7 separate regions of the Mus musculus genome follow, and all the other regions are linked to region 2. Evidence: chromatin contacts called from public HiChIP or PLAC-seq and promoter capture Hi-C data. All regions are on one chromosome and are shown on one strand. The core of a region is the stretch at or near the end of the contact, and the rest is flanking DNA. Distances in the headings are between cores, read along the strand shown.

The links. Promoter capture Hi-C pulls out the DNA fragments that hold promoters and counts their contacts. HiChIP or PLAC-seq counts read pairs in DNA pulled down with a chosen protein or histone mark.
Region 1: a contact with region 2 is called in a promoter capture Hi-C map of cranial neural crest. The contact joins the promoter of Camkv here to the promoter of Qrich1 in region 2. A contact is called at or near these places in 7 of 39 promoter capture datasets (3T3-L1-derived adipocytes, cranial neural crest, frontonasal cranial neural crest and 4 more) and 2 of 9 other capture datasets (adipose tissue and pancreatic islet).
Region 3: an H3K4me3 HiChIP or PLAC-seq map of bone marrow-derived macrophages shows a contact between it and region 2, with 4 times the contacts expected there. The contact joins the promoter of Gnai2 here to the promoter of Qrich1 in region 2. A contact is called at or near these places in 5 of 39 promoter capture datasets (fetal liver, hematopoietic stem and progenitor cells, liver and 1 more), 4 of 115 datasets of contacts at active chromatin or transcription factors (bone marrow-derived macrophages, large pre-B cells, pancreatic cancer cells and 1 more) and 2 of 9 other capture datasets (adipose tissue and liver).
Region 4: a promoter capture Hi-C map of liver shows a contact between it and region 2, with 2.8 times the contacts expected there. The contact joins the promoter of Rbm5 here to the promoter of Qrich1 in region 2. A contact is called at or near these places in 12 of 39 promoter capture datasets (the 3T3-L1 cell line, the C10 cell line, cranial neural crest and 8 more), 3 of 484 Hi-C or Micro-C datasets (B cells, CD4 T cells and muscle stem cells), 10 of 115 datasets of contacts at active chromatin or transcription factors (astrocytes, bone marrow-derived macrophages, effector CD8 T cells and 6 more) and 4 of 9 other capture datasets (adipose tissue, embryonic stem cells, liver and 1 more).
Region 5: a contact with region 2 is called in a FOXA1 HiChIP or PLAC-seq map of pancreatic cancer cells. The contact joins the promoter of Sema3f here to the promoter of Qrich1 in region 2. A contact is called at or near these places in 3 of 115 datasets of contacts at active chromatin or transcription factors (astrocytes, bone marrow-derived macrophages and pancreatic cancer cells) and 1 of 9 other capture datasets (macrophages).
Region 6: an H3K27ac HiChIP or PLAC-seq map of microglia shows a contact between it and region 2, with 5 times the contacts expected there. The contact joins the promoter of Tmem115 here to the promoter of Qrich1 in region 2. A contact is called at or near these places in 1 of 39 promoter capture datasets (pre-B cells) and 2 of 115 datasets of contacts at active chromatin or transcription factors (effector CD8 T cells and microglia).
Region 7: a promoter capture Hi-C map of liver shows a contact between it and region 2, with 2.5 times the contacts expected there. The contact joins the promoter of Rassf1 here to the promoter of Qrich1 in region 2. A contact is called at or near these places in 9 of 39 promoter capture datasets (the 3T3-L1 cell line, the C10 cell line, erythroid cells and 5 more), 9 of 115 datasets of contacts at active chromatin or transcription factors (bone marrow-derived macrophages, differentiating embryonic stem cells, double positive thymocytes and 6 more) and 2 of 9 other capture datasets (adipose tissue and liver).

The regions. Positions count from the first base shown.
Region 1 is chr9:107,934,594-107,938,229 of GRCm38.p6, reverse strand. It overlaps Camkv (CaM kinase-like vesicle-associated), which reads right to left and starts at 2,310. Exons shown (of 11, transcript NM_145621.2): 1 at 2,179-2,310.
Region 2 is chr9:108,514,600-108,518,515 of GRCm38.p6, reverse strand. It overlaps Qrich1 (glutamine-rich 1), which reads right to left and starts at 1,429. Exons shown (of 10, transcript NM_175143.5): 1 at 1,276-1,429. Qars (glutaminyl-tRNA synthetase) reads right to left here. Exons shown (of 24, transcript NM_133794.2): 20 at 3,881-3,916; 21 at 3,643-3,770; 22 at 3,483-3,549; 23 at 3,284-3,409; 24 at 2,575-2,720. The coding sequence ends at 2,670.
Region 3 is chr9:107,633,949-107,638,115 of GRCm38.p6, reverse strand. It overlaps Gnai2 (guanine nucleotide binding protein (G protein), alpha inhibiting 2), which reads left to right and starts at 2,773. Exons shown (of 9, transcript NM_008138.5): 1 at 2,773-3,016. The coding sequence starts at 2,899.
Region 4 is chr9:107,769,750-107,773,401 of GRCm38.p6, reverse strand. Rbm5 (RNA binding motif protein 5) reads left to right here and starts at 2,400. Exons shown (of 25, transcript NM_148930.3): 1 at 2,400-2,517.
Region 5 is chr9:107,708,638-107,712,516 of GRCm38.p6, reverse strand. It overlaps Sema3f (sema domain, immunoglobulin domain (Ig), short basic domain, secreted, (semaphorin) 3F), which reads left to right and starts at 2,555. Exons shown (of 18, transcript NM_001379496.1): 1 at 2,555-3,099.
Region 6 is chr9:107,532,091-107,536,025 of GRCm38.p6, reverse strand. It overlaps Tmem115 (transmembrane protein 115), which reads right to left and starts at 2,081. Exons shown (of 2, transcript NM_019704.2): 1 at 697-2,081. The coding sequence starts at 1,547.
Region 7 is chr9:107,550,150-107,553,927 of GRCm38.p6, reverse strand. It overlaps Rassf1 (Ras association (RalGDS/AF-6) domain family member 1), which reads right to left and starts at 2,373. Exons shown (of 6, transcript NM_001243748.1): 1 at 2,082-2,373. The coding sequence starts at 2,331. Zmynd10 (zinc finger, MYND domain containing 10) reads right to left here. Exons shown (of 12, transcript NM_053253.4): 9 at 3,519-3,644; 10 at 3,309-3,430; 11 at 3,063-3,188; 12 at 2,607-2,967. The coding sequence ends at 2,892. It overlaps Gm34106 (predicted gene, 34106), which reads left to right and starts at 3,091. Exons shown (of 2, transcript NR_168657.1): 1 at 3,091-3,231.

The sequences.
Region 1 (3,636 bases), core at 1,061-3,560, 580 kb after region 2:
CTGCATCCCTTTGGTTGGAGGAAAGGGATCTGCAGAAGGCAATGGAGTATAAGGTTGCTATGGTGATGGAAGTTTTAAAACAAGGGGAGGAGTAAGGGGTAGGTATTAGCAAAGGTCCCTCTTCCCAAACTGACATTTAGGCCTGGCTCCTTCCCTGCAGGTTCTGAGACCCTGCTCCCCGTAAAGGGTGGGGGAGGGGAAAGCAGAGACTTTAGTAAAGAAAGGTGCAGAGACCAAGAGAGACAAGGGCAGAATCTGTTGGAAGTAGAAAAGGAGGCAGCAGAGTACAAGGGACACAGCCACAAGAGAGAAGCAGGCAGAAGATTCTGAAGAAGACTCAGAATGCTCAGCAGCAGCCTAAACCCTCCAAGGCCGCGTTTTGGGATCCCCTGGGCCAGGAGCAACCCCTGGCATTTGGCTTTCAAGATTCCTGAGTATCCCCCCAGACATAGAGTGAGTGCACTTGGCACAGGAGGTCCAGTAAAAAGAGGTCAGCTTCTAGGAGCTTCTTGGTGTGGAAGAGGCCAGCTGTTGCGGTCCCCAGCCAGTCAGTCCCCAGTCTCTCTCCCGCTTAGGCGAAGAGGTCCAAAAGTTGAAAAGACTGGCATTGCAGGATAGACACCCAGAAAGAAGCCTGCCTAATTCCTTAAGAAGCCGTCTCGGCTGGCCCAGCCTTACCCAGGGTCCCCAGCAATCTCCACCTCAGTCAGCTGAACTCTCCAGGCCTTGGGTTTCCAGGGCCCTTCTTCATCCCAGCCTCAGTCTTGGGCAGATCTCAGGATGGCCAAAAGCAGCAGCCAAAACAGCACCATGAGCAAGCCAGAAACAGGAAGACAAAGGCACACCAACACCCCCCAGGTCTCAGTTTCCCTGAACAGAGCAGAGGACTGCCACCAGCCGGCTAATTGGTAGCCACCAGGGAATGAAGACACAGAGAAGGGCCTGCAGCAGATATATACAGAGCCAGGGTAGGGCGCCTGGGGATCCACACTAAATGAGGGGAAAAAAAGGGAGACCTCTGTCCCATCCTGGCTATGAAGGGAATGGAGATACTAATTTCCAAGTTAGGAAAGGGAGGCTCAGAAGTCACTGAATCTGCCAGTAATCAACTCAGAGGGGGAGGGGAAGCCAGCCTACTTCTGCAAAGGTGGTCCTGGGGGCCCCAAAGCCTGAGCCTGTGTTTGGAGGCTGGTGTGCAAAAGACCCACTAGAGTCGTATAGACCAGCTAGGAGCTTTTGGTGAGGAAAAGGGGGCCCTGTTCTCTAGGAAGGAACCTGCTAGAACAGGTTTGGGGTCGGGGAGCAGTTGGCAGCCCTTCATGGGGCTGGGGCTCAAAAGCCCAGGGTCTCCTGTCAAGCAATAGCAAGCTGAAAAAGACAGAGAGGCTAACGCTTTAATTGTCCCCTGCGACTCCAGGCAGAGTCCCTGCTCTTCACCATGGTACCACTCTGACCCCCTTCCCCAGTGCTGCTGGCTCGCCCCCGCTGGCACAGCAACACACATGCGGGAGGCACACGTGTGAGCAGCAAGCCCCGCACCTCCCAGCAGAAACATGTGCGCCCCGCACCCCCACCTCGCACGTGTGTCAGTGCGCTGCGCCCCCACCTCCCTTGACAAAAGACCCTCAGAAGGCTTGGAAGCCTGAACTTAGCTTGGGGGCCAATAGTCCACTCGGGCTTAGAACCTCCTCCCCCAGCCCCGCAGCAGCCCCGCCCAGCCCCCTCCGGATTGTCGCCCATAAAGAACTCTCCGTTGTCATGGAAATTAGTGACTGCCAAACCAGAGGGAGGGGGCCCCCAGGGGCAGTTGGGGAGGGGCTGAAGACCGCTCTAGGAGCGAGGATGGACCGCTCGGCCCTTGGCCCTTTACCCCTATAAGGGGCACCACGAATCTTCGAGGGTTTATGTTTTTTACAATTCGGAGCTGCAGAGGCTTTCTCTGGGACCCTCCCAAGCCGTCAGAGGTAATGGGGAACTTTAGCCCAACCCCGCACGCCACCCCACCTCGCATCTGCAGAAACGGTGCGCTGTGCCCCTGCTTGGGACCCCCAGAGTCCTCGCGGTGATCGCGCGCATCCTGCGCGGGGATTCTCTAACCAGGGAAACAATCTCCCAAGGCCCCCCAACGTGCATCCAGGAGGCGCCCTCCCCACCGGCCCAGCCCTCCCTGCTCCGCACCTGCAAAGCTGGTCGGTCACAGGCAGGAAGCGATAACCCGCTCAGCAGGGCTCCGGGGGCGGCGGGCAGAATCCGCTCCGGGCACGCGGGGCAGACGCGGCGCCAGCTGCAGCCGCTTCGACTCCAGAACCTCCAGCATCGCCAGTCGCTCTCTGGCAGCGGATTCGCACCCCGGGCCGGGGGCGGGCTGGGGGCGGGGCCTCCTCGCCCGGCCCGCCCCCACCCTGGCAGACCCGGAGACTGGAATCCCACTCGAGGGAGGGCGCATGCAGGTTGGCGGCGAACACCTGCTAGGCTCACTTAGGCCATCAGACTCAAAACCCAGCAACAGGAGGCGAAGGGGCCCTTCCTAATCCCGAAGTAAGGAGTTAGGAGTGAGGACTTGGAGAAGAACCTGAGTCCTGGAACTGCACAGGAGTCTCCTGGCTAGAAGTAGTTTGCAGGAGACCAGGGCCCTGCCCAGTTCCCCAACCCTGATCCAAAGGGTTGGATCTACTTAGAACCACATGGGCAGTCCCTGGAGCACCTCCTAGACAGGAATAAACACACAGGACTATGTGTGCAATTGTGATCAATTTGGAAATGACAAGACAGTGAGGCCCTCAGACCATCCTACATCCAACTCCTGTGAAGCCAAAATCTTTCCCAACTAAATTACCAGCCTCATGGCTGGCTCAGTCAGTCCCCTCTGTATAGTTCTGAATTTCCCAAACTAAAAGTCACCTATGATGTAGCATGGGGTCTGCTTTCTTCTCTTTGTAATAATCCTTAAACATTTCCTAAGCAACATGACCCAGGTGACCTGGGCTAGGTTATGGTATTGTGGAAGTACTAGGAAGGAATTTCCAATGAAGTTCTTAACCATATTTCTGTCCCTTCTCAAGGAGGCAAGAGGACTGAAGGTCCATCCCACTGCCCATCAAGTCCTGAGGACCATCCTGAGACAATAAATAAAGGCCACATTTAGGTTTTCCATTGTCTGGACCCAGGCTCCATTCCATCTTACCCTGCTAGTGATCTGCCCGGCCCAGCCATCCTGGGAACAGGGTCACATGTTGAGCAAGCCTATTTGCATTACCACCCATAGCTGAGGACAGATGGGACCCAACAAGTGAAGAACTTGGGGCTGAAGCCAGAAGATTGCCAGAGAAATTGCTTCAGGGTTTCTGGATAACCTCTTCCAGAAGGGTTGTTGAGTTCTTCATGTCTTTCCCCGACTCTGGTCACTTCCTCTAGGCCATGTTATCATTGTATCTGGGCCCCTGAGTACGAAGAGTCTTGGCCATTAACATCCATCCCAGTACTGGATAGGAACCTTTTGGCAAACTTGACAGAGCCTATGTCTAATCTCACAATGCTCAACTAATGTTTGCAGAAGGAAGGAAAAGCCTGGCATGCAGTCTTTTCTATTATCCCTAATACAATGAGCCTCCAAGTTTATGTTGTAGCCAAGACATG
Region 2 (3,916 bases), core at 180-2,679:
TCCTAGATAGAAGATCACAGCACTGAAACAAAATGTGGAAAGAAAAAAAAAAGCTGAGAAGAACTTCAGTTACATAGTTTTTATAGTGACAGGCAGATTTTAGAAATTTTTGCTGGACATTTTAGAAATTACAAAGAAAAAAACCGGCAAAGCATTGATCAAGTTAATCAAGGTTAAGAAACAGCCCTTATCAAGAACAGAAAGGCAAGCCCCTCCCACCCACGCGGAGGTGGAAAAAAAAAAGGGGGGGGGGAGGCTGCATTTAAGTGAGGATTTAAAGCGGAATTTTAGAGCTCCGAGAGTTTGATACCATATACAGAGGAGGATCTCTTTCCGGAGCGCACAGAGGTGACGTGTATCAACTGCGCTTATGGAAGAATCGGTTCTAATGGAAGAAAAGCGGGGCCTGGTAATGGTAACCTTCTCTCCTCAGCACAAAGCACCAGTACAAGGTGAGGAAACCCATGGGGACCCAATGCCCTCTCCGGCCAGCAGGACTCGGTTTCCCAAGCAGAGCAGCACCCTCCCCAAGCACCCACCCAGTCCTTGGGCCTCGCTTAAGTAACAGCATTCTTCAGTTAGTACGAGCACTCCTGTCCGCCTCCCGGAGGAGCGGAGCCGCAAGCCAGACCGCAAAGCCGCTATGTTTCTCCGCAGACCTAGGCCACCGCTGCCCCGGACGTCACGAGGACAAGGGCCCAACCCTCAACCTTCCCCAGTCGGCAGGTCGGTCGTCCGCCAGGCCGCTCGCCCGCCCGCCCGTCTGCCCTCCTCTTGGAAGGGGCGTCCGGCGCGCACTCCGGACAGCGTGAGCGACCAACAGCAGGGCGCGCGCCGCAAAACCGGGGGGTCGCGGGGTGGCGCGCGCCCCGGAAGCCGTTCTAGCCCACGGGCCACAGCTGAGAGCCAACGGGGACGCGCACGTCGGGCGGCTACGCGCAACGAGAGGACCGCACAGCGCGCACGATAACGCACGCGCGCGCGCAGAAAAATGAGAAAAAAAAAAAAAAGAAAAAAAAAAGCCACGCTCGTGCGCGCGCGCCTCCGCGCGCCCCCGTGCGCCGCGCCCACCCGCCCCTCAGGCCCGCCCCTCCCCCACCCGTGGGGCGGAGGCTCGCGAGCCGAGGGACGTTCTCCGCTCTGAAGCCGCCCTGAGGTCGCCTGGGCCCAGCGGCAGCGGCCCGCCCGCCCCCGCCCGCCCGCCGTTGTGTAGGGTGGGCCTGCCGCCTTCGAGCCAGAGCCTTGCTGCGTCCCCGCCCTCACCAGAGCCCTCACCCGGCGACGTCACCGCCGCCGCTGCCTCCGTTCTACCCGCCGGCCCCGCTTCACCGCCCGGGGCCTCGGTTCTGCCGTCGCCGCTCCGAGACCGACAGGATTTTCTCCTCACAGCTCCCTGGGCGCCATCTTACATTCAGCCCTCACGGCCAATGGGAGCCGAAGGCCCTTCTCGCGAGAACCGGAGCGTCGGATCCCGCGAGAGCTGCCTGCCAGGCTTAAAGGGAACGCTGCAGCCACAGAGGGAACCGGTTGGAGTGGAGAGCGTACCCCTCGTTGTGGGAAGGAGCGCCACGCCCATGGGCACCCCTCCATGCGGGGCGGGGCTTAGGCCCGGGGTTCAGCATCCAGGGGTATTTTGCCCCTGCCCTGGGTCTGAAAGCATGCTTTTTGAAGCCACCTACGGTGTCCCGCTAGCGCCTCCTCTAGTTGCACAGTTCCACGCGAGGCGGGGCCGGGCCTAGCTCGGCCTCGTGGTTAAGGTGGCCCCCTTTCAAACCCCTGAACTGGGCGCAGCTTTAACCATTGTGCCGCGCCTGGGAAGCGCTCGGGGCGTTAGTGCACGGGAGAAAACAGCTTCAGGAACCCCCAGCACCACCTCTCATCTGAGATCGCTTTGCCACAGTCAGGTCCACCTTAAAGCAGGCCTTGGGTAGCCTAGTGTTTGTATACAGGGAAAATGTGGAAGGCTTTAAAGCTGCAGGCACTCACCTACAGCCTCACCAGAAGCTCCCAGCAACCCAGGGGGCCCTCAGTCTGGGGCAAACCTTAGTGCCTTCTGCACTTGTTCCTGTCCTAGCAAACTCTAATCTTCAAATTCTTCAGAAGTCAATTTCTGAGACGGGGTCCAATCCAAGGGCCAGCATAGCCAGGAATCTCATCTCAGCACCGTATAGACATCCAGGGAGTTTGCTGGGGTCCCCAAACTGGAAAGGCCACAACAGCATTCATGATTTATCTCACTATGCTTAAATAGTTGACAGGGCTTTTTTCTAAATGATCACACGGGGGGTCATGTGTCTCTTGATCTCTAGCCACAAAGACACAAACCTAGATCCCTCCATAGGACTGGTGACTGTGCAACAGCATCTCTGGGGTTCTCAGGTTTATCATAGTAAGTGCTGAGCTAATTCCAGCCATGCACCTGCCTTTGAGAACCAAGTGCAGTAGTGACTTTGTGGCTGGCTCTTTTCTGGGGAAGTGCATTCTTCCAGAAGACATATGAGACCCACCACTGCCAGCTAACAAACTATTTCTCCAGGGTCCTCAGATATTAGAAAGGCAGACAACAGAGAGACGCCAGAGGGATTTAGTTATTCTTTATTGAAACGGAGTGTGGAGTGCTGAAGGGCACCCCCAGCCTCCAGGATGAGGTAGGGCCACATGTATTCAGTTCATATTTTGCCTGGGTCTTCTTTTAGTGTGACAGTTCGGTTGAAGACAATCTGAAAGGCAGTAGAAGAAAAATGACCAACAACCCCGAACCGGGCTTCTTACTTCCCCTTCATCACCTAGGAGGTGAGGTATCATGGAGGTGAGGTACCAAGGTTGTCAATAACTCTGTAATTTCAGATAAAGGACTAGATGCCTGTGCTGTGCCTTAGTTTCATGAGGATTATGACAAACTCTAAGCTTGCCTGCTACTTTGAAGAGTAAAAAAGTTAGGGCCGGGGCTGGAGAGGTGGCTCAGCAGTTGAGAGCACCGACTGCTCTTCCAGAGGTTCTGAGTTCAATTCACAACATGATGGCTCACAACCATCTGTAATGGGATCTGATGCCCTCTTCTGGTGTGTCTGAAGACAGCAGCAGCATACTAACATAAAATAAAATAAATCTTAAAAAAAGTTAGAGCCCTATAAAATTTTGTGCTTGGACTTAACTGGAAAGTAATGAATGTCCCTCCCAACTTATTTGGAGAATGCTAAGGGGATGTAGGGAGAGTGTTTATCACAGTGAACAGCTTCCACCATCAGTACACAGAAGGGTATAGGTGGGTCAAATTAAGCACCTGTCCTTGATGGCTGTCTGGATCCACAGAGAAGTACCCAAGGCGCTCAAACTGGAACTTGTCAAAGGGCTTTGCCAAAGCCACAGAGCAGTCCACTAATGCTCCTTCTACCACTTGTAGTGACGCCTGCAGACAGAGAATCCAAGTGGCTGTCCAGCTCAGAAGCCCACCACCCTCACCTCACATTCTATGAGCCTACCGGGTTCAGGTCACTTAGGAATCCACCAGGCACTTCAACAGGGTCTTCGGGGTTCTTGTGCTGGAATCTGTAGCCAGAGTGAAAGTCAGGCCCTTGCTGGAGAGCCACAGCATGCAATTCCCATCCTGTGACAGTCTCAATTCCAGCTATGTTCACTCACAGGCACTCATAGAGGCGAATCTCACACACCAAAGGCTGTGATACCCAGTGAATAAAGGCCTTGGGCTTCTCTCCAGCATCAGCTCGTCTACAGGTCACCTCCAAGCGTTCCACACAGCCACTGGAGCCCTAGAAGTGAGGAAGATGGAATCAGACCAGGGACCAACATGAAGACTGTTAGCAACACACAATCTTGGCCCTAGCAGGCACTGTACAGAAAGACTGCAGCTGTCTCTTACCCTGACAATATTCTGCAGTTCAATGACATAACCAGT
Region 3 (4,167 bases), core at 1,524-4,023, 880 kb after region 2:
AAGTAAGACACAGTCAGAAGCACCCCAGAGTTCTTTCAGGCAACAACTGCTCTACCTCCAGCAAAGTTTGTTTGTTTGTTTGAGACAGAGTCTCTCTATGTATCCCTGGCTGACCTGGAACTCTTTTTTTGTCGATCAGGCTGGCCTTGAACACACAGAGATCCATCTGCCTCTGCCTCCTGAGTGCTGAGATTGAAGGTATCCACCACTACTCCTCTGACTTCTAACGAAGTTTAAAGCAGCCTTTTGCAAGGTTTTTATCCTCAGGGAGCCAGAGGTTTGTAGAATGGAAGTGACACGCTTTCTCTCAGTCATCCTAACAGTGGCATATTTGGTGGGTGTGAAGTGCTAGCTCTGGCTAGTGGGAAGGACCATGAAGTGACTGCCCAGGAATGGGTACCAGTAGGGCAGGATAGACTCAGTTCTGGGCACCATGGATTTGAGGGAGTCTGAGGTATCTGGGAGAGGCTAACAGACAGGAAGAAATCAGAGGAGATAACCATGCGAGTAGTTCAGAATGGACGGGAACTGAGGGTAGAATGGAGGGAACTGAGGGTGACTGGAGTGACAGAGGCCTTGCCATATCCCTGGGGACTCACATGGAAATGAAAAAGAAAGAGCAGCCAAAGCCTTGGAAGTCGGAGTTGCCAGACTCCCTAGGAAGAATATGGAACTGGGAAGGCAGGGCTGGCTGCGAGGAAGGGAGCAAGGGCTACAGGATCTAGCTCAGGCCTGGGGAAGGCAATGCATTCTTGCTCTTCCTCCATTGACTGGGGTCTGGATGCTGCCCACCTCCCTAGAGTGGGGCCTCCAAGGGGCTGACAGGTTCGCTCGTTGCCTGGCAACTGAGAGAGCTGTTGGCTGTTGCTAGGAGCAGACTAGGGAGGCCAGAGGAGCAAAGCTCTAAAGCACAGGGCTGGGCCGAGGGGGAAGGGGCTGGCTGGAAGAGGGATCTGTCTGTCTTCAGCGTGTAGTAGACTGTGCTCGGCTGTGTGTGCTCATGTCCATGGTGTGTTCTGTGAATCTGTCACGTTGGAGGTAAGTCCTACAAGTGGATAGATAGATAGATAGATAGATAGATAGATAGATAGATAGATAGATAGATAGATAGATAGAGAACAGCACTGTCCACAGGTAGCAGTATGTGTTCTTATCCTATTTCTTGCATGCCTAGGGCAGGGCCCGCTTAGGCTTCAGGTAGGTTCCCCGAGGGAACCACTGGATGATTACAGGCTAATGACACCTCCACAGGGAAGACATTCTGATGATTGAGACACACGGACACTCCAGAGCAAGCCAGCAAGTTGGAGGGTAGAAGCTGGAACACGCGCTTTGTCCAGGTAGTGCTGTTCTCACAGGAGGCTGTGTCCAACTCTTTTTTTTTTAAACATTTATTTATTATTATATGTAAGTACACTGTAGCTGTCTTCAGACACCCCAGAAGAGGGTCTCAGATCTCATTATAGATGGTTGTGAGCCACCATGTGGTTGCTGGGATTTGAACTCGGGACCTGCGGAAGAGCAGTCAATGCTCTTAACCGCTGAGCCATCCCTCCCGCCCCCCATTTATTTATTATTACATGTAAGTACACTGTAGCTGTCTTCAGACACACCAGAAGAAGGTGTCAGATCTCATTAAGGATGGTTGTGAGCCACCATGTGGGTACTGGGATTTGAACTCAGGATCTCCAGAAGAGCAGTCGGCACTCTTAACCGCTGAGTCATCTCTCCAGCCCTGTGACCAACTCTTAATGGCAGTGTCCTTCTCTGGCTTTAGTCTGGGGCCACTCAGAACACCTTGCACACTTCAATCGTCCAATCAAAGTTGGTGGGTCATAGGCCCCTCTTAAAAAGCAGATCACAAAGATTGGAAATAGCTCCACTTCCACCTTTGCACAGCCACAGGATCACAGCCACTACCCAGAAGAGACATGGAACTGAAGAAGCCTCTAGAAGCTGACAGAGGATGGAAGGAACAGATTATAGGATCATGGCAACGTTTGTTTCCTTAAGTCCAATGACAACTCTCTCTTGTCTATCTCTCCTAGAGTCCAGTCTCATTGGTCTCTGGTTGAAGCCCCGGATTGCTGCCTGCAGGAGAAAGGTTCCCAACCTATCAGGCAAAAGGACGACGTTTAGATGACAGAAGATAGTCCACTCAAAGGTGTAAAGGCGGCAGTGAACTCTTTTTGTTTTTAATGTGGTGCAACCTACACAGAAGAGGAGGGGGCGCTGCTTTAAAGAAAATCGAGGTCCAGAAAGAGATCATGTGACCCTCCGCAGAGTTTAGTAGATCTCCAAATAAGTTTATAGGCTCAGTTTTAGCAAGTGAAGAAGACACACCTCCTCCATCTTACTCTCATAATTCACAAATGCTCAGAGTCCTGGTTTCTATTTGGCCTGTGGCGAGGGCAGGTAGTCCTGACCCTTGGGCTACTAGATCAACTAGTCCTACAGTCCAGAAACAGAGCCTCAGGCTCTCAGCATCCAATCGGAGACTAGCTCCTCCTGCAGCCCGCCCAGAGGCCTAAGCCTGTGTTAGCTCTACCCTTGGTGTCTTCCCTCGTTGCGGCCCCGCTCTCAGCTTGCGCCTAAGGCTGGACTGAGCCTAACTTCTCCCTTGGCTCCGCCCTCCAACCAATCACCATCCCTAAATTTCCTTCGGCCCCTCCTCCAGACCCGCCCCGGCCCAGTCGCGGGCTTGGTTCGCCCGGGCCCCACCCCTGGCCCGCCCCGCCGTCGGTGCGCGGCGGCCGGGAAGGCGCCTCCCGCAGTCGCTCGGAACTGCGGACCTGAGAGCTTCCCGCAGAGGGCCGGCGGTGGGAGCGGAGTGGGTCGGGCGGGGCCGAGCCGGGCCGTGGGCCGTGTGGGGGCCAGGCCGGGCCGGCGGACGGCAGGATGGGCTGCACCGTGAGCGCCGAGGACAAGGCGGCAGCCGAGCGCTCTAAAATGATCGACAAGAACCTGCGGGAGGACGGCGAGAAGGCGGCGCGGGAGGTGAAGTTGCTTCTGTTAGGTGAGGCAGCGCCCCGTTCTGGGACCCTTGACTCTCTACGCTAATCCCCAGACAAGGACCTGAAACTGCTCAGCCTGGCCTTGCACCCTACACCTGCGCTTGAAACCAGTAGGAGCCACCCTTTTAAGATCCGAAACTCTGGATTGGTCTAGATTTATAATCCTAGTCCAGACTTCATTCAGACCCTCAACTCATCCCAGATCCCACACACCAAACCTTGTATGACTATCTCCCCCCCCCCTTGTTATCCAGTCTCAAGAGAACTCAGACCCTGCCGTGTATTTCCGCACTTTCTCAGGCTTTTCTTAAACCCTCAGCACCCTGCCGGCTCCCACCTTCAAGCCCCACCTGTTCTATTTCTCTTGGCACGAGCATTCCTTGGGACCCTGGTCAAGCCTCGACCCACTCCCTCTTTTCCTTACTCTGGGATCTGTATTCTCCCTCTTTGCACTCTGACCCTTCAAGAACCTCTTTAAGAGGGAAACTGACTACTCTCAAGTTCTCTGTAGCAGGATTCCCCGCAGGGCCTCTGTTCCAGGTCACCAGATCTCTCTTTCTCTCTGTGTGTGTGTGTCTCTCTCTCTCTCTCTGTCTCTCTCCCTCCCTCTCTCTGCAGGTATCAACCCCCAAATCATCTGCCCCTCTTTTAAGGCTTTTCTCACACTCTGCCGTTCCCTTGCTTCTGCGCCCTCCTGCCCCAGGTGGGCCTTGTTGATAGGAGGAGGGGCACCAGGGGCTGGGGTGGGCCTAGGCTGAGCTGGGCAGACCCTTTGCAAGAGGTTGGTCTGACTCTGAGAGTCACACTGGGAAACAGGGGCCAGGCCTCTAGCATTTGCGGGAAGTTCCATTCCCTGGGATCCAAGGCTTGTCTGGGCCAGGGCCAGGGGAGTCTGGGCAATAGGAGGGAACATGGAGGAGTTAGGGTTGTTGTCACTTCCAAGGCCAAGGAAGATGGTGGCTGCTGGGATGGGGGGGAAGTGGAAGTAGTGAACCAACCGACATATTGCTGCCCCTGTGTGCCGGCCTGGAGAGATCTGCTGACGGCTGCTGGGCTTCTCACACTCGGGGCTGGAACGCCAGGGATATGGCCTAGGATACTGAGTAGACCTGTTGGTTCCCCAGAGGAATACTGTGATGTGGGGGTGGTGGGC
Region 4 (3,652 bases), core at 1,151-3,650, 750 kb after region 2:
AACCATCTGCAATGAGATTTGATGCCCTCTTCTGGTGTGTCTGGAGAGAGCAACAGTGTACTCACATACATAGAATAAATACATCTTTTACAGAGAGAAGGAAAGTAAGTAGAACAGGCATGCCATCATGTAGGCATCTGAGTTAATGCTGAAATGCTCAGCTGTGCTAAAGCAGGCATGGAAGAACCACATTGATCTCAGCAGGGAAAGGAGTCTCTCTGACCTGTGGGTGTTGGTAACTGTTAAGGTAAAGCACACCTCCATTGTAGGTTCACTAATTAAAGACTCAGAAGCTCTTTGACCACCTCAAGGCTATAGGGAAAACAAAGTCCTACAATTGCCTCAAAGCAAAGATGTCTTTCACTTTTTTTCTATAGCAGTAGTTCCAATACTGGGACAAAACATTTAATCGTTTATTTTTTTGCCACATAATCAGAGAGGTGATTGGTTGGGTTGGTTTTAAAAGACTCATGAAAGTGATTATGTCACTGGGTTAGGTTGGTTTTTTCGAGACAGGGTTTCTCTGTGTAGCCCTGGCTGTCCTGGAACTCACTTTGTAGACCAGGCTGGCCTCAAACTCAGAAATCCGCCTGCCTCTGCCTCCCAAGTGCTGGGATTAAAGGCGTGCGCCACTGCGCCCGGCTTACTATTTTTATTTGTCTCTGCGTGTAGTTTAGGTGCATTTAGGGCCAGAAGACGGCATGGGATCCCTGGAGGTGGTATTATATAGGCTTGTGTGCTACCTGATACGAGTGCTGGGAACCAAATTTGGATTCCCTGATAGAGCAGCAAGCACTCCATCTCCAGCTTTTAAGTTTTTAAAATGAAAGACTTAAGATTATTTTATTAAAACTTTGTTCAATAATATATTTGCTTTTTTGTGTTGCTTAAATTAGAACAATTTCCATTGTCTTTGGTACATCGACTACCAGATAGCCTAGGATATATAGTCCATCTACTCACAAAAACAATTCTACTCAACAGACAGACACAATTGAGAGGATGCCATTCATCCCTGGATGGAATCTGTCTAGGGATAGGGGAGTAGCTTTTGAGTTTAAAATTGAATTGGCAGCATGGTGGCTCACCTTTAATCCCAGCAACCAGTGAGTGAGTTCTTTATATCACCCTGGCTTTCCTGGAACTCACCTTTTTAGACCAGGCTGGCCTTGAACTCAGAGATCCAATTACCTCTGGGATTATAGGCATGGATCACCACACCCTGCTATAAGTGGTTTCTATGATCTGCAGACAAATGTATATTTTCTGCGGTTAAGTGTGTTATATATACTCAACCATAATTGGGCATATCTTAACATTTACATAATTGTATACTGAGAATACATAGATACAAAAGAAAGATGTTGAGTATGTGTTCCTTCAGCTGTGTTATCAGGCATTTCTAGCCAGTTTCAGTCACCCTAATTCCTGCACACCGTTATTCTTATCAGACTTGTAATCCCAGAAGGAGGTGAAAACTGGAGGGTCAGAAACAGTCCCACACTAAGGAGATGGATCTTGGTCAGTCTACATTGTGAATTCCAGGCTAACCAGAACTATAGAGACCCTTTCTAAAGAAAACAAAAGGGAGGGAAGGGAAGAAAAATTAAAAAAAAAAATGAGGGAAATCTGCTCCCTAATAACTACATATGCAGAGGACAAGTTATGGCAACTGGATGACAATATCTCCACAAAAAGCAGAGAGAGGGGGGGGGGGAACCTCTAGGGTTTTGTCTGTTTTGTTGGATTTTTTTTTTTAATGTGTAGTTGGGTGATGATTTGGTTTGAATTTGGGCTGCTTTGCATTTACTTATTGTTGGTGTATTTGAACACACATCCATGTTTGCCACATCAGAAGACTACTCTCATGCGTGGTTCTCTTTCCATCCTGTGAATTGCAGGGATGGAACTCAGGGTTTTAGGCTTGGCAGTAAGCCTTACCTGATGAGGCTATCTCACAGGCTTGGTTTTATTGTTGTTTTGTTTGCTTGTGGCAGGGTCTTACAACAAAATATCCCTATTGTTCTGGAGTTCATATTCTAGTGCTGGCATGGCTTCTGAAAACAAGCTAGTTCAGTTTCCAGTTTACCGAATTATTAGCTCTGTATGTTTGTAAAACGACTAGGGAAGTAATCCGTAGTATGCCTTCTCTACGAACTGGATTATACGTTTTACAGTGTGTCAAGCGCTGGTAAAGTTCACATCCGGGTTCTCAGAAGCTGAATGGCAGCTTTGTCATGGAGCAGATGAAATACGCAAAAAAATTAACGCAGGGTATAGTGACAGGCTGCCTGGGCGACCACACTTCCCGGCAGCCCTCGCGCAGACCGGCACCCTCGCTGATTGGACGCCTCTGGAGAGGCGGGTAGGATGGGAGGTGGGGGAAGGTCGACGCGCGAGGGACTGTGGGTAGGAGAAGACGGTCGGTGGAGACGCCATTTTGTGGAGCGGCCGAACCTTGTAGGAGGTTCTGGGGCGCAGAGCCGCTACTGCTCCTGCTTTGTTCCCTCTGTGGGGGTGAGTGCGGCTGCCGTCCATTACACCCCAGTGATTTTGCAATTGGTGCTGTCCCTTAAGTCTGCCTGTCAGCCGCCAGAGGTGACCGCTCAGCCGAGTCTTTGAAGAGACTAAACTAAGCAAGCGCTTGAGGGCCGCGCCCCTCCTCGCCTCTGGCTCTGCTGGCTTTCATAGGTTGCCCCCTAGCCCGGTCCTCGACCCGCCTCTTTGGAGTTGTTTGTCTCTTGCTGGGACGTTGTCCCGAATCCCCTGTCGTGCGGAGCTGTGGAGCGCCTGGCAGTCTCTTAAGCCATCATCGCCCTGAGTCTCCAACTGAATCTCGCTGTGCGAAAGGTGGTTGGGAATGGGTGTGGGGAGGGATGGATGGAAGATAAGAAAGATGGACTGAATGCCGGATTCAGTTGCGCCGCCATCTCGGCTGCGATACCCCGCGGAGGTGGGCATGGGCAACCTCCCTGGGAGGTGGGTGCGGGCATCTCGGGCGAAAACAAGGGACAGCCGTAGCCGTTCGACCCCGGAACTTGACCCACTAGATGTCTCTTATTTTTTAAGTCAACGAATGTTTGTTAAGTGCTTGCTTTAAAAGACCAGATTCTAGAAATGGCAGTAACTATAGTTTCTGGGACATCACAGGCATCATAGCTGTGTGATGTTTTATTACGGCCAATCGGCCGGGGAAAGGCTGTGGGTCACTCGGTGGCCTGTTGTCGATCAGGGCTGGTCCAAGACATAGGTGTTATTGATACACAGATATTAAGCCGAGTCAAGGTTTGGTCTTGTCTTACTGAAATAAATTGAGATCAGGCGATGTGTTATATATGTAAATTTCAATCAGATCAGCATTCCAGCTTCTAAGTTTTTGTCAGAAAAATTTGAGATCGTGTTACAATTTTAGTGTTGAATTTTATATTAACGAAGACAGTTGGATGAATGCTTTAATCATTGTCCATCTCAATAAATAGCGTTGCTTTGGTTATGAAAATCAGGAGCTTTTTGCTTTGTAATTGTAGTGGGAGTGTCCAAGGTGTCTAAAGCCTTCACCCTTCTTGAGTTTCTTATTGAATATATGATCTTAATATGTTAAAGTGACCTTCATCTTCCTGCTTCTTAACACAATTATGACTTAGTGTTGACA
Region 5 (3,879 bases), core at 1,306-3,805, 810 kb after region 2:
TATTTATTATATGTAAGTACACTGTAGCTGTCTTCAGGCACACCAGAAGAGGGTGTCAGATCTCATTACGGGTGGTTGTGAGCCACCATGTGGTTGCTGGGATTTGAACTCGGGACCTTCGTAAGAGCAGTCAGTGCTCTTACCCACTGAGCCATCTCGCCAGCCCTAAACAAATCTTTTTAAAAAATGTTTTTTATTCATCCCTCTCCATCCACTTAGAGAGAACCTTAGAGTGACCTTCCACTCTACACACAGTCAGGTTCAATACTTGTTCCTCGCCCCTTTCCCATCATCCCATCACCTGAGGCCTTTGTGTGATAAACTGTTCTGTGTCTGAGCTGTTCCTCACACAAACAGATCAGTTGAGAGCAGTCCTTTCCAGCCCTGAACTTGGAGCTCTGCCACACCCTTACAATTCTGCCTTTGGGACTTTGCTGCTGCTACTGCTACTGGTGACAGAAGAGTTTCAAGGAGACAGGTGGGGGCTGTGGAAGAATGGAGGTCCTAGAAGCCATAGCAGTGGCAGTAACCATTTATGTATTTCAGTGTTTAAGTGCTCTGCCTGCATGTATGCCTGCATGACAGAAGAGGGCATCAGATGTGATTATAGATGGTTGTAGTTGCTGGGAATCGAACTCAGGACCTCTGGAAGAGAAGCAGCACTCTTTCTTAACCGCTGAGCCACTATCTTCCTAGTCCCTGGGATAGCCATGTAATCACAGTGAGGAGTCAGGGTAGGTCTAAGCGGCCCACCGTGTTGGTGTTGGTGTTGGTGCTGTGATGGCGATGGTAACCACAAAGATGTTCCTGGTGAGGATGAGGGAGGCGATTAGCAGTGATTGACTTGGTTCTGGCACTACACACCGAATACATGTGATGCACATGCCAAGCCTATGCTTTATCACGGAGCAATACCCTTAGCTCTGTCAGCATGCATGCATGTTTTGTTTGTCTGAGCAAACTGGATTTTACTGTATAGCCCTGGCTGGTTTAGAATTTGCCATGTAGACCAAACTGGCCTGGAACTCAGAGAAGGGCTTAGATTAAAAGCTAAAGGCATATGCCAGCTCACCTAGCCTCTTTCGAGAGAGACAGGGTTTCTCTGTGTCGCCCTGACTGTCCTGGAACTCACTTTGTAGACCAGGCTGGCCTCGAACTCAGAAATCCACCTGCCTCTGCCTCCCAAGTGCTGGGATTAAAGGTGTGCGCCACCACCGCCCGGCTTTGTTAATGTTTTGAGTGAAGTATGACATTAGGGAGAAGATCAGATCGGTGCTGTCCCTCACTACAGCAGGTAGACATTTCCTCACCTTAAACAGCCAGGCCCTCTTGGAAGCATAGGAAGTACCCCACTTGTGAGTCAGGTGACCCTCAGTAGTATCCCAGCAGCCCTCTGATACCCACCTAATGCACACAGTCAGCCAGCCAGTGGGTCAGAGGAAGAGTGGCTCTTCTGGGAGTTGTAGCCAGGAAAAGGAGAGGATGGAGGAAGAAGAAAAGAGAAATGGAAAAGGAAGACAGGAGGAAAGAGGGGTAGGAAGGGGAGGAAGAAGACAAATGGAGGACTGAGTGGGGAGAGAGCAGAAGGCAGAGAGAAAGAAAGGAGGAAGACAGAAGAGAAGGGAGAGAAGAGGAGGGAATAGGAGATGGAGGACAGGGAGGAAGCAGAGGACAAAGAGGGCCAAAGCCTCCTGGGACCACAGCAAGAGTGTATGGGGAAGGGCTGAGAAGTGGTTCTGGCTGATGAGGCCATGACCTTGGGGGATGGGCTGCTCAGAGGGACCCTTCCTGGGGTCAGGGGAGGCTCTTGCTCAATTGTTGAGATTTGAAAGCAAGTGCCCTTTTCATAGCAGAGGGGTGGGGGGTATGCCTTGAGTCGTCCTCCTGTCATCTGGGTTCTCTGGAATATGGCACTGTAAAGGGAAAGTCTGTGAGGACCGCTGGCTTGAAATGAGACTTACTGGTGTTTGAGGTGATCACTTGGAGCATTTGGCTAGCTGGACAGAGCTAGTGGCTGGGCTGCACCCACTTGACCTACTCTGGAGGTAGCCATCTGTCGGAAGGTCCAGAAGTGCCAACCGTCCCAAGGGCTGCACCGCCACCTGCTGAGAGGCCTGGGCCATCCCAGGTCCTTCGCCGCTGGGCCGTGGCTGGCAGCAAGTAGGAAGGAGGAACGCGGAAGGGGGCGCGCAGGTGAGTGCTAGCTGGTTGCTCCCCTGCGCTCCAGCCCTTCTCACCAGGGAGTTGAATGCCCGGGTAAACACCAGGCGCGATGTGCGCCGTGTATCCACGGAGAGACAAAGCCAGGGCGGGGCGGGGGCGCCGCCCGCGATGCCAGGGCGGGGGTGCAGGGTGCAGAGCAGTCTCCCCTGGCGCGGGTTGCCCACCGCCTGGGAACCCTGAGCCCTGCCCGCGGACAGGTGGAGCGGGGGCGGGGCGGTGGCCGGGAGGGTCCCGCCCCGGAGGTGGGGCCGGGCGGGCCCGGCGGGGCGGGGCCGTGCTATGCAAATGTCGCCCACGGGCGGCCAATTGCCTGCGCTCCGCGCGCGGCTCCGAGCGTCCCGTCCCGCCAGCGGCCTCGAGACCTGAGCAGCTAGGGAACAAACCGCAGCGGTCCAGGGAGCCCCGAGCGCAGCGTAGAGCCAGGGTACGCTTCGAGGACCCGCGCAGCCCCGCTCGGTCTCCGGGCCCTAGTCAGACAGCCAGGCAAGCGCAGCGCCACCCGGCCGAGCCCAGCGCAGCGCTCTGTAGCCTAGCGCGCGCCACCGCCCGCGCCCCGCACCGGGGAATGCGCCCTCGGCGCGCAGGCCAGGGGGCGCCCGCAGCCCGCCCCGGGGGAGGCGGCCCCGAGCGCCCCTGAGCCTTTCCATGGCCCGGGCTAGGGCCCGGGGCCTCGGCTGCTGACGTGCACGAAGCCAGGGGACCCAGTGAAGCCGAGTCCGCGGTGCGGATCCCGGCTCAGGCTAAGAGACAAGAGGGCGCGGACAGGGCCGTGGCCCGGGGGGGGGGCAGCTAAAGCGGACCGGCCGGACGCGAACCTCTCCGCTGCTGCGGCGGCCACCGCTGCCCGGGCGCCCAGGCCCCGCCGCCGTGGACGAGGTGAGTACGGAGAGAACACGACCTCCCGACCCCACTAGGATCCGCGGCACTGCAACTCCTTAGAAGTGCGCGAGGTCTGGCGAACCGTGGCACACTGTCTGCGGGTACCAGGCGACAGAACTAGGATGTGCTTCATACCTGTCCCGGCGTCCTGAACCTCCCCGGTTCCCGGGCGCTGTAAAGATGTGTGTGTGACTAGGTGATGTGGCCTGCGGGATCACTGGTGTGTGAATTAACTTTTTCCACCCCCGCAAGGTTTTGGGTGGGTACCCTTACCCTCGTTGAGTGGGAGTTCGGATCCTTCTGTTTTAGTCCTCTGCTGACGCCTGCACTCTTTCCCAAACGGCGCGTTTGCACTGCCACAGTGTCTCTAATCTGAAGACCAGGTCAGCCCCAGGGGAAGGTCTAAATTGGAAGCCCCCACGTGGAGGGTCGCCCGGAACCGCAAGACAAGGGGATCTGTTTCCAAATGGGCTTTTCTTTCAGCCATTTGCCGATCTCCTGGCCCCCAGCTGCCTCTCGGTCCTTCTCCGGTTCAGGGGTCTCGGTGTAAGTGAGGTGTTGTTAAGTTGGAAGAGCCTGGGGTCAAGCCCCAGTTTGAACCACGGACCCTAGTGGTGAAGTGGGCAAGGGACCATGGGGGGTGGCGGGTTGTCTAGAGCAGGTGAGGTAAGGAAAGTGTCAAGATGAAGAGTCCTTTGGAACTAAGGCTGGGGTCCCAGCCGGACCTATAACTCCTCATTCTTGAAATAGGTGCATTTTGCCACCAGACCATTAACA
Region 6 (3,935 bases), core at 832-3,331, 980 kb after region 2:
CAAAAGCAGGAGCCCGTGATAAATGCTAAGGAATAAGGTTGGCGAGAAACTTCCTCAACAGTCTCAGGAAGAACACTGGACACTGGGTCTCCTGGGAGCTGGGAACACTGTAGAGAGTCCATAGGTCTCAGAAAGTAAGACCTGAATTCAAAGAGCATTCTCCTGCCTTGGCTAACGTGTTCAGTGAATAATGCAGTGAGATTACTGATGCTGCACTTGAGCAGGTGATGCAGAGGTCTCTGACCTGCCTGGTGTGGTCAGGAGGCTCTCGCAGTGAGGCACACAACCTGTCTCCGTTGGTGATTGGGGTAAATTTAGTAATACCCCAATCATCCTACATTAAGAAGGGAAAGACTTAAGGACAAAGACCTCCTTCCCCATTTCCCATCACAGGAGAAAAGAGCCACAGTTTCTGTCTATCACTGGACCAGTGCTTAGAATTTGGAAATTCTGAGGCAAGACCAAAGGTAACTGGGCATTCTGTAGCCAGGTTTAGTGGTCCGAGTTGTGAGGTACACAGAGTCCAGAAACCTACACATTCAGTTCCCTCGAGGCCAAGACCTGAATCCCTTTTCTGAAGCCGCTCCCAACACCTGCCTGTAGCTCTCCAGCCTATATAGAGCAAACATCTCAATGGCTGGTTATGTGGCCACACCAACAGTCTAGCTACCAAGATTTTAGAGAAGTTCCCAGTACCTTCTGCGCTCCGCATCTTGAGGGTCTGTGCCTGGGAGGCTGATAGTGATGGACGACGGCGCTCCCACATCGTAGCGCTTCACTGTCTTCTGGCATATCTTTACTTTCACCAGGAGGCCGTGCACCAAGTTCGCTAGCAGCCCCACCACCGGTTGCAGGATCTCCGGGAAGAAGGTGGCAAAAGCAAAATGGTCAGCCATGTCCCCTCGGCCCCGGCTATGGCGCTGATAGAAGCGAAGATACACCCAACTGGATAGCAGCCCAAAGCCGTAGGAAGCCAGGGCTGGGCTCTGGAGCAGCGTGGCCAACCGGAGGAGTAGCAGCAACGCCAGCAACAGCATGGGAACGACGCTGACGCGGACCTGGGGCACTCGCAGAACCACACAGTCTCCCATAGTTTGCTTGAGGGCTACCAGAACACCACCTAGGAAACCCAGGGCGCCGTGGATACGAATAGTGAACAGGTAAACCAAGTTGAAGGAAGCCATGTAGGTGAGGAGGTAGGCGAGGGCCCCCAGAAGCCCCACTGACACATTCACCACCGAGAAGAAGATGAGCAGCTCCAAGGCTCCCCAGAGGGGCTCCAGTAATCGCCCGGCCACAACCACTGTGGCCAGGCTAATGGCCACGTCCCACACGTGCTGTTCCATGAGCCCGTGGGTGGCCAGGGTCCAGATCCAGAAGTTGGGTGGGAAAAGGTAGCCTGGGGTGACGGCCAGGCAGCCCGTGTCCACAGCGAAGGAAAGCAGGTAGAGAAACAGTACCACGGCGCACAGTGCCTTCACCACCACGCTGGCGCTGGCCAGGATGGCCCCCAGATGTTGGCGGGCACCAGGTAGGGCGCGTTGCATCTTCCTGGCGGACGTTGGCTTAAGGGAATGTGTGGAAGGTGGCCTAGGGGCCTCCCCGGGGCCTCGTCCCAGTTCGGCCCCGACGGGAGGCCCGGGCCCGGCTACTTCACTGGCTTCTGTTCCGTGGGAAGGCTCTGGTTCCGGTTTGATCCGGTTGTAGTTCCAAAGCGAGGAGAAAGTCTTCTTGCCGGGGACCTGTCGTTAGGCCCTGGGTAGCTTGGGCTCGCCTGCCTGCGGGTTCCGTCGGCCCAGCGGCCAGGCTAGCGTTAATCTCAAGGCTAGGCTTCCTCCATCCACTCTGAGACTCTGCGATCTGCGGGGAACTGGTGCCTCGTTCCGGCCCAAGTCAAGCCCGTTTAGCTCCGGCTGGGCTAGGGTTTTGGCTTGACGGTACCTCCTCCCCTCTCCGGGGCCGACAAACAGGGGCGCCGCGCCTGCGCGCCCCCGCCGGCGGCCGCGGCAGTACGCCCTCTGAGCGCTTGCCTTCCGGCTTCTCGGCATGCTGGGATACGGAGTCCTTGGGACCTAGCCGACCGGTTTCTTCATAGAACCACAAGTCCCAGAAGCTGTGCGCCGACCGGTCCCGTAGAGTGTACGGGCTAGGGAGCTTGGGAGTTGTAGTTTTCAGTGCTTACTCCTCCAGTTCTTAGGAGTTATGGAAGTTGAGATCAGTATTCCTGATGCAGTAAAGGGAGGTGTTAAGTGGGCGGGTTCAAGAGGTAGCACCGCCTTGGGCCACACACACTTGCTCAATTCTTTGGAGGAGATTGGCTCTATTTAGGATTTGTACAGGTACAGCAGTGTCTTTGTAAGCAGGTACATAAGAATGTGAACGGTTCTGATGAGTTGTACCAACGTGTGTGAACTAACCAGAAACTGTCGTCTGGCAAGTGAAGCCTAAGATGGGCTTGTTCAGTCATTTGTAGTCACTGTGTTATTGACCAAGTTCCCCGCTGCAATTTCAGGAGCCTTAAAAATGATGATGATGGCAGGCTCTTCCTATCTTAACGATCAAAGAAGGCAACTGTGTAAACGACTTGCCATTGTTGTATTGGGTGTTCGTTCACATTGTCCTTGTTCCAGCGAATTGTACTTGTAATTGTACATGAACTTTCCACCTAAGGGGGAATAAGGGTCAAGGCTGTGCTACTTCAGCGACTCTTTTCCCACTTGATTCCACTGGACAGAGAAATCTCCCTTGAGCTGGAGCGATGGATTAGCGGTTAAGAGCACTGACTGCTCTTCTAGAGGACCTGGGTTCAATTCCCAGCAACCACATGGCAGCTCATAACTGTAACTCCAGTTCCAGGGTTTCTGACACCCTTACACAGACACACATGCAGGCAAAACACCAATGAACATTAAAGAAAAAATATATTTAAGTCTCTCTATAAGTGCCAAGTTGGTCTAGGCTCAACTTTATGCTATAGTGGCTGTCAACAGGGTGTTTGAGATGTATTTAAAAGTTATTTTATAGCCGGGCGTGGTGGCACACACCTTTAATCCCAGCACTCGGGAGGAAGAGGCAGGTGGATTTCTGAGTTCGAGGCCAGCCTGGTCTACAAAGTGAGTTTTAGGACAGCCAGGGCTATACAGAGAAACCCTGTCTCGACCCTCCCCCACCCCCAAAAAAGTTATTTTATTTACATGTATGTGTGTCTTTGTGTGTATATGCCGTTAAGTGTGCAAGCCACCACAGAGGCCACAGCATGTCGGAAGCTGGATTTCTGAGCCACCAGATGTGGGTGCTGGGGTACAGGTTCTCTGTAAGAGCATCAGGCATTATTAACTATGGAGTCATCTCCCCAACCCTGAGATTTTTGTTATATATATATATATATATATATACACACACATATATATATACACACATATATATGCATATTTTTAAATGTGATTAATTATATTACAAGGGACTTTATTATAAAATCCCCTTTTAGCTATTGATCTCAGTACAACTGCCTGTGTGTTCAAAACTACCTTTCACCTTTTATTTTTGTCTGGGGTTAGGGTTCCTACTGTATGCCATATACCAGTGTTTGCTAAGTTTGACTTAGCAAATCAAAATACAGAGTTACTGGGCAGTGGTGGTTCAAGCCTTTAAGGTTGATCTCTGTGAATTGGAGGCCAGCCTGGTCTACAGAGTTAGCTCTAGGACAGCAAAGGCTATACAAAAAACTCCCTAAAACAAAACCCAAACTAAAAACCAAAACCCAAAACAAAATAGAGTCAAATACTTAATCAGATTTGATTTTTGAATAAACAATTTTCAGGAGAGGGACATCCCATGCCATATTACACACACACACACACACACACACCCCAAAACAAAACAAAACAAAACAAAACAAAACAAAACTAAAACAACTCATTTGTTCCTATAGAAGC
Region 7 (3,778 bases), core at 1,124-3,623, 970 kb after region 2:
TGTGCCGAGCTATTACTTAGCTTTGCCATTAACTTGAAAACAAAGGCATTTAATTTACGACTTCCTGTATTTGTCCTCTGCCCCTGTTGTTGGGTTTCAGACGAGCGGCAGAGGTGCATATGTAACGCATCAAAGCAGACCTGGCCTCCAGATTCCCCGAGCATCCCTTAGCCCACACCTCTTGCAGGATATAGCTGGCATACCAGAACTGGGCTTCCCCTCCCCCAAAGGCTCTTACCTATATAATCCAGACATTTTGTCCTCGTTCCCCTCCTCTGTCTCTTTTTCTGTCTCTGCATTTCTTTCTCCTTGCGTACACATCCTCCCTCTTACCCTGTCTGCATGGCGACTTCCCTAGCCTCCTTCCTTGGGATCGGTGAACCTGCCGCCCCCAATAAACCTCCTTTCATACTCTCAATTCCGCTTGAATTGGCTTACTTCTTCGGCCGAAAAAAACCTATTAGTCTCCACTTGTTTACACAAGTCTATTTTGGTTTTTGAGAAAGAATCTCATAGAGTTCAGGTTAGCCCCAAATGGTAACCTTGAACTTGGTGATCCTCCTGCCTCCAACAGCTCCAGTGTTAGGATTATTGTCCACGAGCCACAATGTCCAGTGGACATGTCTAACGTTTTGACTTCTGTACCCATTATCTGGATTGTTAAATCCTTCAGTTCCTGCTTGCTCCTCCTGACTCCCAGGGGCAGCACCCACTGGCCAGGCTTCCTTCTCACTCCTCTGCCGCTCTTGCCAGCAGCCTCTCCTTAGTTCTATAAAGGCCCAGGTCTCATAGTTGATGTCCAGGTTTCTCACCTGGGTACTGTCCCAGCTCTGACTACACTCACCTGATCCAGATCCCAGGCAGCACTGATCGGCCTCTTCAGACCAAATCCTATGTGCAGTGCCTTCACATTAATGTCTAATGAAGATTTCTAATGAATATGGCCAAAATGTCATTTTTTTCCCCACTTCACTCCACCCCAGGGTTCCTATCTCAACAAGTTATCACTGTAAGCCCAATCTGAAGCAAACCCTCCATTTGCCTTTGGTTTCTTCCTTATCTCCCAAACTGTCTTGCTTCCTAGACAAGAACCCCAGAGCAGCTTTCTTTCTCCTTGTGAATGCTGAGATGCCGCAGCTCTTGCTCTCATGTGGCATTCTGTCACAAACTGCTACACTAGCTGAGTTTGTGACATACTTGTATAGTGAATGAGATGATCTGGAGGCACACACAGGCCTACAGTGCCATTTTTAAGTTCCTATATGGCCCAAAGCACCGATTCTCAACTCAAAACTATACATCAGAACTTGGGAGGCAGGGGCAGGTGGGTTGCTTGTCACAGCCTGGTCTGCATAGAGAGTTCTAGGCAAGCCAGGGCTGCAGAGTGAAACCCTGTCTTAAAACACAACAAAACAACCAAAAAACCAAACCAAAACAGAAAAACCAGGATGCCTAAGGTCCACTTTCAACAACGGAGTCAACAAGTCTGAGAGGAGAAGTAGGCGCGAGGAGACTGGAAGGTATATATTGTCCTGCGTGGTTCTGTTTGCTGGTAATTCCTAGGTCAGAAGGACCACTCATTGTGTGTGTGGCTGGACTCCATGTTTTAGCCTCTGCATCCTTGACTCAAAACAACCTTGACTGAAGTTTCAATAGAATTCCTACTAACAAGGAGCCTAACTAAGGTTCTAACTTTTTCTGGCCCCCTATTAATGTGGGAGACGTCACCCAGGAATCTAGAGGGGGAACACAGTGAGCCAATCGTTGGGAAGAGGCGGGCCTCGGAATGTAGGCTCAGAGCTCAGCAGGCACAAAGGCTTTTCAAGAAAGGGCACAAGCACTTTAAAGACAAACTTGAAGCACCTTCTTATTCACAGACAACTAACTCTGCCCAACTGTGCACGGACAGAGCGTGACAAGTGATAAACCATTTTCTCAAGCACTCTCCCTGATGGAGCAAGGCCAGGAGATCTGGTCTGCAGGATCATCACAACTGACCAGCCCTCCACTGCCGCTTGACCCGCAACTATGGTGCTGCCTCCCTTTCCGTAGTCGCTGGCTGTGTGGGGCCGCTTACTCACGCGCGCACTGTAGGCCCTTGCGCACGACGCCCCAGATGAAGTCTCCACAGAGGTCGCACCACGTGTGCGTGGTGGGCCCTGCAGGCTGGAAACGGTGGCCACGACCCGGGACGTGCTGCTGTGACGGATTGCGTGTTGTACCCGGGGCGATGCGCAGAGCGTTGGCACGCTCCAGCCGGGTACGGCCTGGACCGATGCGCCCGGACGGTGCCAGCTCGCGTAGTTCAATGAGTTCTGGCTCCGCCGACATGGCCCGGTCAGGCCGGTGCTGTAGCGGACTAGCAGCTAGTGAGTACCGAGCGGGCGAGGCCGCAGGGCGGGCCGCGACTTCGGCACCGCCCCCAGGATCCAGGCAGGGCGGCGGGAAAGAGCCGAGGAGGACGCGCTGGAACCCTAGGCGAGCCGACCGTGTGGACTTGTGGGCGGGGCACGGCACAGGGGTGGGCCCTTTCAAAGAGCCCCTTCCCAATCTTTCCGTCCAGTCTTCTCCCCCGACCCCAAGGATGACTGTACAGCGCCACACTGTTGCGTTTCATGAGTCTGCTTTATTGTGCGAAAGGAAGAGGGTCTCCACATCCGGCCCTTGCTTACACCCCCCAACCCTGTCTGCCAGTTTGCTGATGCTGTGGCCTGGTCCTCTGCGTATTCGCTGGGTGGGGCAGGAAGTGAAGAGTGTGGTGGTTTGCAGCTCTACTTGACTCAGCTGTGCTCACCAGGGAAATTGAGGTCTGACAGGGGCGAGCCACGAGTCCCTGAAGCTCAGTCACAGTCTGGGTGCGCTCTTCTGTCGGCCCTCGGCAGCTACGGCCTTCACTTGGCTCTGTCACCTTGGGCTGCTAGAACACATGTCTTTCCGTGCTTCTCCCAGTGCTTGACTTGACACTCCCTGCAGCGGGGTGGGTTGCATGACAATGACAGGGCTTGTAGGAGAACCCAGGGTTGGAGCTTAGGGGGGCAACTAAGGTCCCAGGATCGCCTCACCTGCAGCAATACCACACATTCTGGCATCTGGAGCAGCGCTTGGAGGCCTCTGCGTTGCAGTAGCCGCAGCGGGGCCTCTCCGGAGCTACTGCCTCTAGGACATCCAGCCTGTAGGTTTCAGCCCACCTGGGGGAGGAGTCGAGAAGAGCTGAATGGACGGACCGGGCAGGTAGGTGCACAGAAGCACTAGGTGACCTTCCCTCCTTGGTCCTATGCACGTGACTTCAGCCACTCAGTGGACTTTACCTCTGTGCTTGTTGACGAAGATCCTTCTCCGAGAGGCTGAATACGTGCTGAAGCTGGTGCTTGGCGATAGCCTGCCATTTCCCTTTGTTCTCTCTCTCCAGGCGATCCCAGATTTCTGGGATCTAAAAAAGTGTAATGGAGACAGGGAGGAAGGAGCCGGAAAAGTGGACCACCGTCCCAAGCACTCCCAAGCATGTTCTAGGGCCTTACCTGTTCTAACACTAGGTCCTTCTTAGGGGGCTGGGTTTCAGCCAGGGACAGGTGGGCCAGGAAACCCTTCAGATCGGCAAGATTGGGCAACTGGTCGAGTAGTGTGTCAGTGAGGAAGGCCTGAAGCTGCAAGAGATCCAGGGAAGGCCATTGAGAAACTAACTGTTCCTAGCCAGAGGGCCAAGAGACAGGAAGTCCTGAAATTGGGCTGAGCGTCCTTGGAGGGTTTGCATCTTACCAGCTCCCCTGTCGATGCCTGA